Regions from separate parts of the Bos taurus genome. Here region 2 is linked to region 1. The links are chromatin contacts, called in public Hi-C maps. All regions are on one chromosome and are shown on one strand. The core of a region is the stretch at or near the end of the contact, and the rest is flanking DNA. Distances in the headings are between cores, read along the strand shown.

Region 1 (3,213 bases), core at 369-2,868:
CTGGCTTTTTAAAGCATGTGTAAATCTTTTCTACTGTTTGATTTTAAGAAAAATGTGTTACTCATATTCTCTAACAAATAGTGACTGGCTAGCTATAAAATCAAGAATTTGGGACAGGAATAATCTTCTACTAAGAGAATTTAATACTCAGAAGCGATCAATGAAGGACTACCTACTTTATCTACCCTGCCTTTTTTTTATATATTAATAAAAAAAAAGATGATGTTATCATATTATTTTACGGTATCACTGGATATTCAGATTCTCTGAAGAAGTAAGTTTGAATCATCTAGTCCAAGCAGTGAGAGAGGATGGGAAAAAGCTACATCAATAGCAAATAGGTGAGTAATCTTAGGTCCAAATTAGAGTGCAAATATGGGATAGAATAGCTATATTGGCATAAGAGTTATAATGTAGAGGAGTAAAATACAAAACTATAAAAGTAATGTCCATTTAATTCTTTTTGTGGTCACAGTGTTACATGTTTTTTTAGGTACTTCTTAAATTAAAAATAAGACCACACACACCACCCACCCTACACGCAATGTCTCACCTAAAATCTTCTGTTGCTTTAATAGTCTTACAGCTGTATTCATGTCTCAGCAATGCCAAAGCAAGATAATTCATGGAAGGAGAAATCACTTAGTCACTACCTTAAATTTTTGCATTAGGTTCAGGCTATGGGAGTTTTATTGTCCTCTCACTGATTTTTCCCACTTTGAGTTCATGGAGTCCATGAGCACATGGATTTTGGGCTTTTTCTTTTCCCTCACAGTATATCTTGGGAATTTGCTCAGATATTTGGTGCTGATTCCCCACAGATAGGTTCTTTGAACATTTTCTGCAGAAAGGATTTGCTTGTTCATATTGTGTGTTATCATTTTTTGGTCTTACTACTCTGGCCTGTACAGGCATTCGACTGAGCCCATGAAGAGGGTACAGACAGCTGACTGGATGAAGACATTGGGGAAAAAAAACTCCCATTGTTTAGATTTCTGTCAGAGGATATAAGAATACTTAATTTCTTTTATCTCTAGGGCTTTCATTATCATTTAAATTTCATTTTACATTAATTGATCAGGGATTAGTAAAGCCATTATGCAGAAATTAGAATAAGACAAGCCAGATGGAATGAATAATTCATGAAGTCCAATTACGTTTTATTTCTGGTGTACTTTCATACTTGCCTCTGACTTCTGTGCTATTTTGATGTGACAATATTCGCTGGAAATCAGGAGTGCCATTTTAGTTTATTGTATCCCTCCAGAGGGAAAGCATTTGTATGCAGTAGGGGTGTGTTAATGCATTTCCCCCCAAAACACCGATTTTCAGGGCTCTTAGAAATATTGGGTGAGCTAGAAAATGTGATTCGCCTTCCACGGAGGTTGAGGGACAGTGCATTGAGCCTCACCAATCCACCTGATTTGGGTGAACTGATCCTAGATAGAGAGACCAGAATCTCAGAACCGCAAGATGTTTCACGTGCCCGAAGAGCTACAGATCCCTTTAAAATACGTGACCCCATTCCCGCGCAAAGGAACCATTAAAGTATAAATCTGGCCCCGGAGTCGGATTGGAAGCAGAGCTGCAGCCACGGAAAACGGCCGCTAGGTGGCAGGCGTTGCCTTCCGTGCTAAGGGTTCTGGGTCCCCGCGATTGCCCGGGCTTCCAGAGCCTTCCCCCGCGGGTCTGACCCCGGCGAGCAGAGCACGCCTGGGTTCGGCCCCCAACATCTCGCATCGCGTAGCCCGGCGAGCACCCCGAGTTCCCGGGCCGCCCGTTCACCTGTGTGGAATGTCTCCCACGACTGTGTCTGAAGCCGCCTCCCCGCCCGTCCCAGCCCCGAGCCCCTTAAGAGTCCCTCCCCGCCCCCACCCCCGGTATTTATGTATGCCAGTGGACAGTTCTAGTAACTTTAAAGCTGCGGTTCACCTTCCCGAGGACTTTCATCTCGGGAAGTTTTATGACACTTTGTGAATGTGCAAAGTTTTTAATTAGGCTCGCTAGACAGCCCGAGGCAGCGGCAGCGCCACAAAGTCTTCACGGTCTCTCTGCTTTACAGCACAACAAGCCGCTCTACTCCTTTGAAGACAATGCAGACTATGTGTACGATGTCATGTGGTCGCCCGTGCACCCCGCGCTCTTTGCCTGCGTGGACGGGATGGGGCGCTTGGACCTCTGGAACCTCAACAATGACACCGAGGTGAGCGCAGGCGCCGGACCCGGCGGGCTGGGAGGGGGGCGCCGGCGGCTTCTTTCCGTCTCCCCCCCTCTCTGAAACGGCCTTTTTTGGACAGACCCTCTAATTGCAGCTGTGCTGCCGACCCCCCATTCTCCGCTGCTCTGCAGGGAATTGGCAGATGCATTTGGCCCCAAATCATTTAATCTCACTTCATCCCTAAAACCGTGGCAGAATCCTGGACAATTGACGACCCTTCTTTGCAAAGAGCAAAACCATACATGTTCACGCCTTTCACTGCGGGAAAGGACACTGGGGCATATTTGAGAGTGGTGTTGAAATAACTCTATGGGCAAACACTTGGAAAAGTAAGCTTTTGTGGACTCTGACTTGAGATTGGGCTTTTTAAAAGGGCTATTTGCCAGTGTTTGCTGTTTGCACGATTTGTTTTAAATCCGTAAAAGATGATTCTCTGGACTGTTGATGTTTAGATCTAGTGTCCATTTAATTTTTAGAAGGTAAATAATCCTTGTCTAAGAGGCTGAACTCACCACTTTTATAATAGTTTCTATCTATGAACATGTATATTAAATTCAGTAATTTTTAAAAATATTTTAACATGTCACATTTGGAGTACTTCACAAGTGAAATATTTTTCAAAAGGCAATTAACAACAGGGAAACAGTGTTTTTAAAAATCATGCTGTATATATTCATTTTTGTAAAATTATGTCACATGTCTTATTCCTTTTTTCCACTCAAAATTATTGAGGTGCTGATTTTCAGGTACTAGAGTTTGGGGTGGAGTTTAAAAAGAAACCTGAATATTAAAGGTCCTTCAGTTTAATACAGTAAAATGGTCTGGTCATCAGCTGGTCCGTGATTCAGGGTAGCTCTCCATCAATGAGTGGACAGGTAAGAAGAACAAGTGCTGAAAACTGCGTGTCAAGTGGAGAACAAGGGAGAGGTCTTTTGAAGTGTTGTGAACAGGAAACAGCTCAGCCTTTTTAATTAGGAAGCCTACAGCTGGGGGAT
Region 2 (3,232 bases), core at 158-2,657, 40 kb after region 1:
TATTCTTGGGCTTCCCTGATAGCTCAGCTAGTAAAGAATCCACCTGCAATGTGGGAGACCTGGGTTCAATCCTTGGCTCAGAAAGATCCACTGGAGAAAGGATAGGCTACCCACTCCAGTATTCCAGCCTGAAGAATTCCATGGACTATCTCCTTCAGTGCAATTACAACAATACTCTGAATTCTCTTTGTTTTTGTCTGTCTTATTTTGCCTTTGTTTTTAAAAGATTTCACTGGGTATAGATTTCTTGGTTAGCTTTATATTTTCAATACCTTAAAGATGTTACTCTATTGTTGTCTGCCTTAAATTGTTTCCAAGTAGAAATGTTTGTTCTCTTATTATCATCTTTCCTTATAGGTTATAGGAACTTTTCCTGTGGCTGCTTTTAAGATTTTTCTTTTTATCATTCATTAGTTTTCATCATTTTCATTATGATATATAGCTCTGTAGTTTTCTTTCTTTACATATGTTTTGCTTGGGGTACAATGAGCCACATGGATTTGTGAGTATATAATCTTAAGCTTGGAAATATTTGAATACTATTTCTTTAAATATTTTTTTCTGGAACGCTTTTTACTGTGCCTTCAAGCTCACTGATCTTCACTTATATAATGTCTTAACATAGTCAGACATTCCATTAATTTTCCATTGGACATATTGTAATTTTTGTTCTACCTTTCGTATCTTCCATTTCTCTCCATATAATGTCTGTGTTTACCCCGACCTTAACTTTATGTATTACCTATAGTAGCTGTCTTACTGGCCTTGCTGCTGCTTCTAACATTTGTCATTCCTAGGTCTATTACTGTTGGTTGATTTTTCATTTTTTATGGCTTACATTGATATTTTCCTTACTGTTATGGGTGACAGTTTTTTTATTAGATTTCTTATTGTGAGTTGTGGGGCTTTTTTTAATATTGTTTGAAATAGTATCAAATTGTGTTCTGACAAGGAGTTAAATTACTTGGAATCAGATCTTTGTGAAGTCTGCTTTTGAGTTTTGTTAAGGGCAGAGCAGCCTTTATCATAGTTCTTATTTTGCACTATTAAGACACTTTTTCTAAGGATTCTACCTGATGTTCTATATATTATGGAGGAAAATTCTACTCCAATTGGTGGGAAAACAAACTCTTTCTCCTCTGTGAGCTCCAGAATTTTTCTGCTTCTTCCTTTCCAGTGGTTCTTTTCCAAGCCTGGTAGTTTCCTCCCAGCACTCAAAGATTGGGGAACGCTCTGTAAAACTCCAGAGCTGTCTCTCAGATCAGCTCACTCCTGTTTGGCTGTTCTGTGTGTCTTAAAATTCTAGCTGTCCTGGCTTCTCTGATTTCTGACCTACATCTTTTCACCTGGGGAGAAGGTTGGGCCCTGTCTGGGTTCTTCCCTGCACAGTGGCTGGAGACTGCCTCCAGGCGGAAAGCTGGTGCAACAGTAGGTCTCACCTTTTTGTCTCCTTTCCCTCACAGGTCACAGATCTATTCTGCCTCATATCCAATGTCTTAAAACTGCCATATAATGTGTTTTGCCCAGTTTTCTAGTTTTCTCTCCTAGTCTGTCATGGCCAGAAGTAAAACTCCCCCAAAAGTATAATTTTTAAGGTAGAAAAAAAGTAAATTAGAGTTTACTGTCTATAGAAATTAAAGCATTTATTAATTACTTCAGGGCTCCAATGATAATTATTTTGTAATTTATCTTTGAAAGTGAAAGTCACTCAGTCGTGTCCAACTCTTTGCAACCGCATGGGCTATACAAGTCCATGGAATTCTCCAGGCCAGAATACTGCAGTGGGTAGCTGTTCCCTTCTCCAGGGGATCTTTACAACCCAGGGATTGAAACTAGGTTTCCCGCATTACAAGTGGATTCTTTACCAGCTGAGCCACAAGGGAAGCCCAAGAATACCAGAGTGGGTAGCCTATCTCTTCTTCAGCAGACCTTCCCGACCAAGGAATCAAACTGGGGTCTCCTGCATTGCAGGCAGATTCTTTACCAACTGAGCTATCAGGGAAGCCCCCAAAATATGGAATGCTTCACGAATCTGCATGTCATAACTTTAATAGAGATAGTAGTTATCCTTTATAACCAACTCATTTCAAATGCCTTAATAATTTGCAATAACTTAGATATGTATGGTTAGAATGGTAAGTTATTAAGCCAATCAAGACACTTTCTAAACGGAGGAAGAGGAAGAAATGTCACAATAATTTCAAGTCCTCAAAAGAGCCAGAAATAATGGCTTTTCTCTTTTACTTTCAGACAGGCAAACTGTTTTTAAAAAGAAAGAAATCACTTACTTAATAAGTAGCGGTCACAGGTAACTTGAAGTTCCAGGTCAAGTGTGAACTGCTTCTTCAGTTCAGAAGGGGAAATACACATTTCATAATGAGACTGGACAAAGGCTGAGATTAAAAGTGTGGAGAAGTCTCTGCTTTCACTGTAATAAGATTCAGAATCAGCAATCACTTCACTTCTGTCTTTAGAAGGAAAAAGACCTGTTTCAATTTCCGTCCTCCCCAGTTTTTCCTTTTTCTGATGTGATGTTGCTCTAACAGAGTGTAAACCTTTCATAACACTGGAGCTGGCCCTAATGAAGAGGTCGTCAGAGAAAGCAACCTCTTACACGGAGTAGCTAACTCTTCATAAATTTTCAAATTAATTAAGCATATTCCATACTTAGAACTTACATTGGAAATTCTGCTTCAAAACAAAAATTCACATTTTGAGATCACTCCTCTGAAAAAGGAACATGACATTTTAATACACAAATACATATATACTCAAACATATATGTATTTATATAGATACATATATGTTTGTGTTTACACACACACACACACACACACACACACACACACCTTTTGCCCAGGAAGAAAATTCCACAAATTTTTGGTGTGGGTTAGTCAGTAATTTGCTTTCATTGATATAAGAATGGGAGAGGGGGTAGCAAAATGCAGTGGTAGATCTCCTCCTTTAAGTTTAGGGACAGCAGGTAACTTGTTGGGAATAGAGCAAGACTTTCCACCATTAGGGGTGATGGAGATTTTATGTCCAAAAGTAATTCCAACAAATCCCACATTCTGTAAACTGTCTCCATTCCCTCCAGACACACTTTGAGGCCAAGTACCCATAGATACTTACTTTTAAGTTGCTTTTCCATTATTTCCAACTTTTGTTGAAGAACGGCATTTTCCAATTACAGTAGAGATTTTTAAGATGGTCCAGTTCAGTTCACGTCATA

Evidence for each region. Hi-C and Micro-C count contacts between places; a contact is called where the count stands out from the background.
Region 2: a Hi-C map of liver shows a contact between it and region 1, with 4 times the contacts expected there. The contact joins two enhancer-like sites. A contact is called at or near these places in 2 of 11 Hi-C or Micro-C datasets (liver and skeletal muscle).

Annotation. Positions count from the first base shown.
Region 1 is chr4:13,415,018-13,418,230 of ARS-UCD2.0, forward strand. DYNC1I1 (dynein cytoplasmic 1 intermediate chain 1) reads left to right here. Exons shown (of 16, transcript NM_001046516.1): 14 at 2,063-2,203. Among named protein-coding and RNA genes, the nearest start is that of TRNAG-UCC, 220 kb to the left of the region's middle. Within about 2 kb of position 1,619, at least 34 of the 102 cell types and tissues checked have an H3K27ac peak or open chromatin away from gene starts, as enhancers often do. A contact at or near this core is called in liver, where this site is marked.
Region 2 is chr4:13,454,779-13,458,010 of ARS-UCD2.0, forward strand. No RefSeq gene overlaps it. Among named protein-coding and RNA genes, the nearest start is that of SLC25A13, 240 kb to the right of the region's middle. Within about 2 kb of position 1,408, at least 1 of the 102 cell types and tissues checked has an H3K27ac peak or open chromatin away from gene starts, as enhancers often do. A contact at or near this core is called in liver, where this site is marked.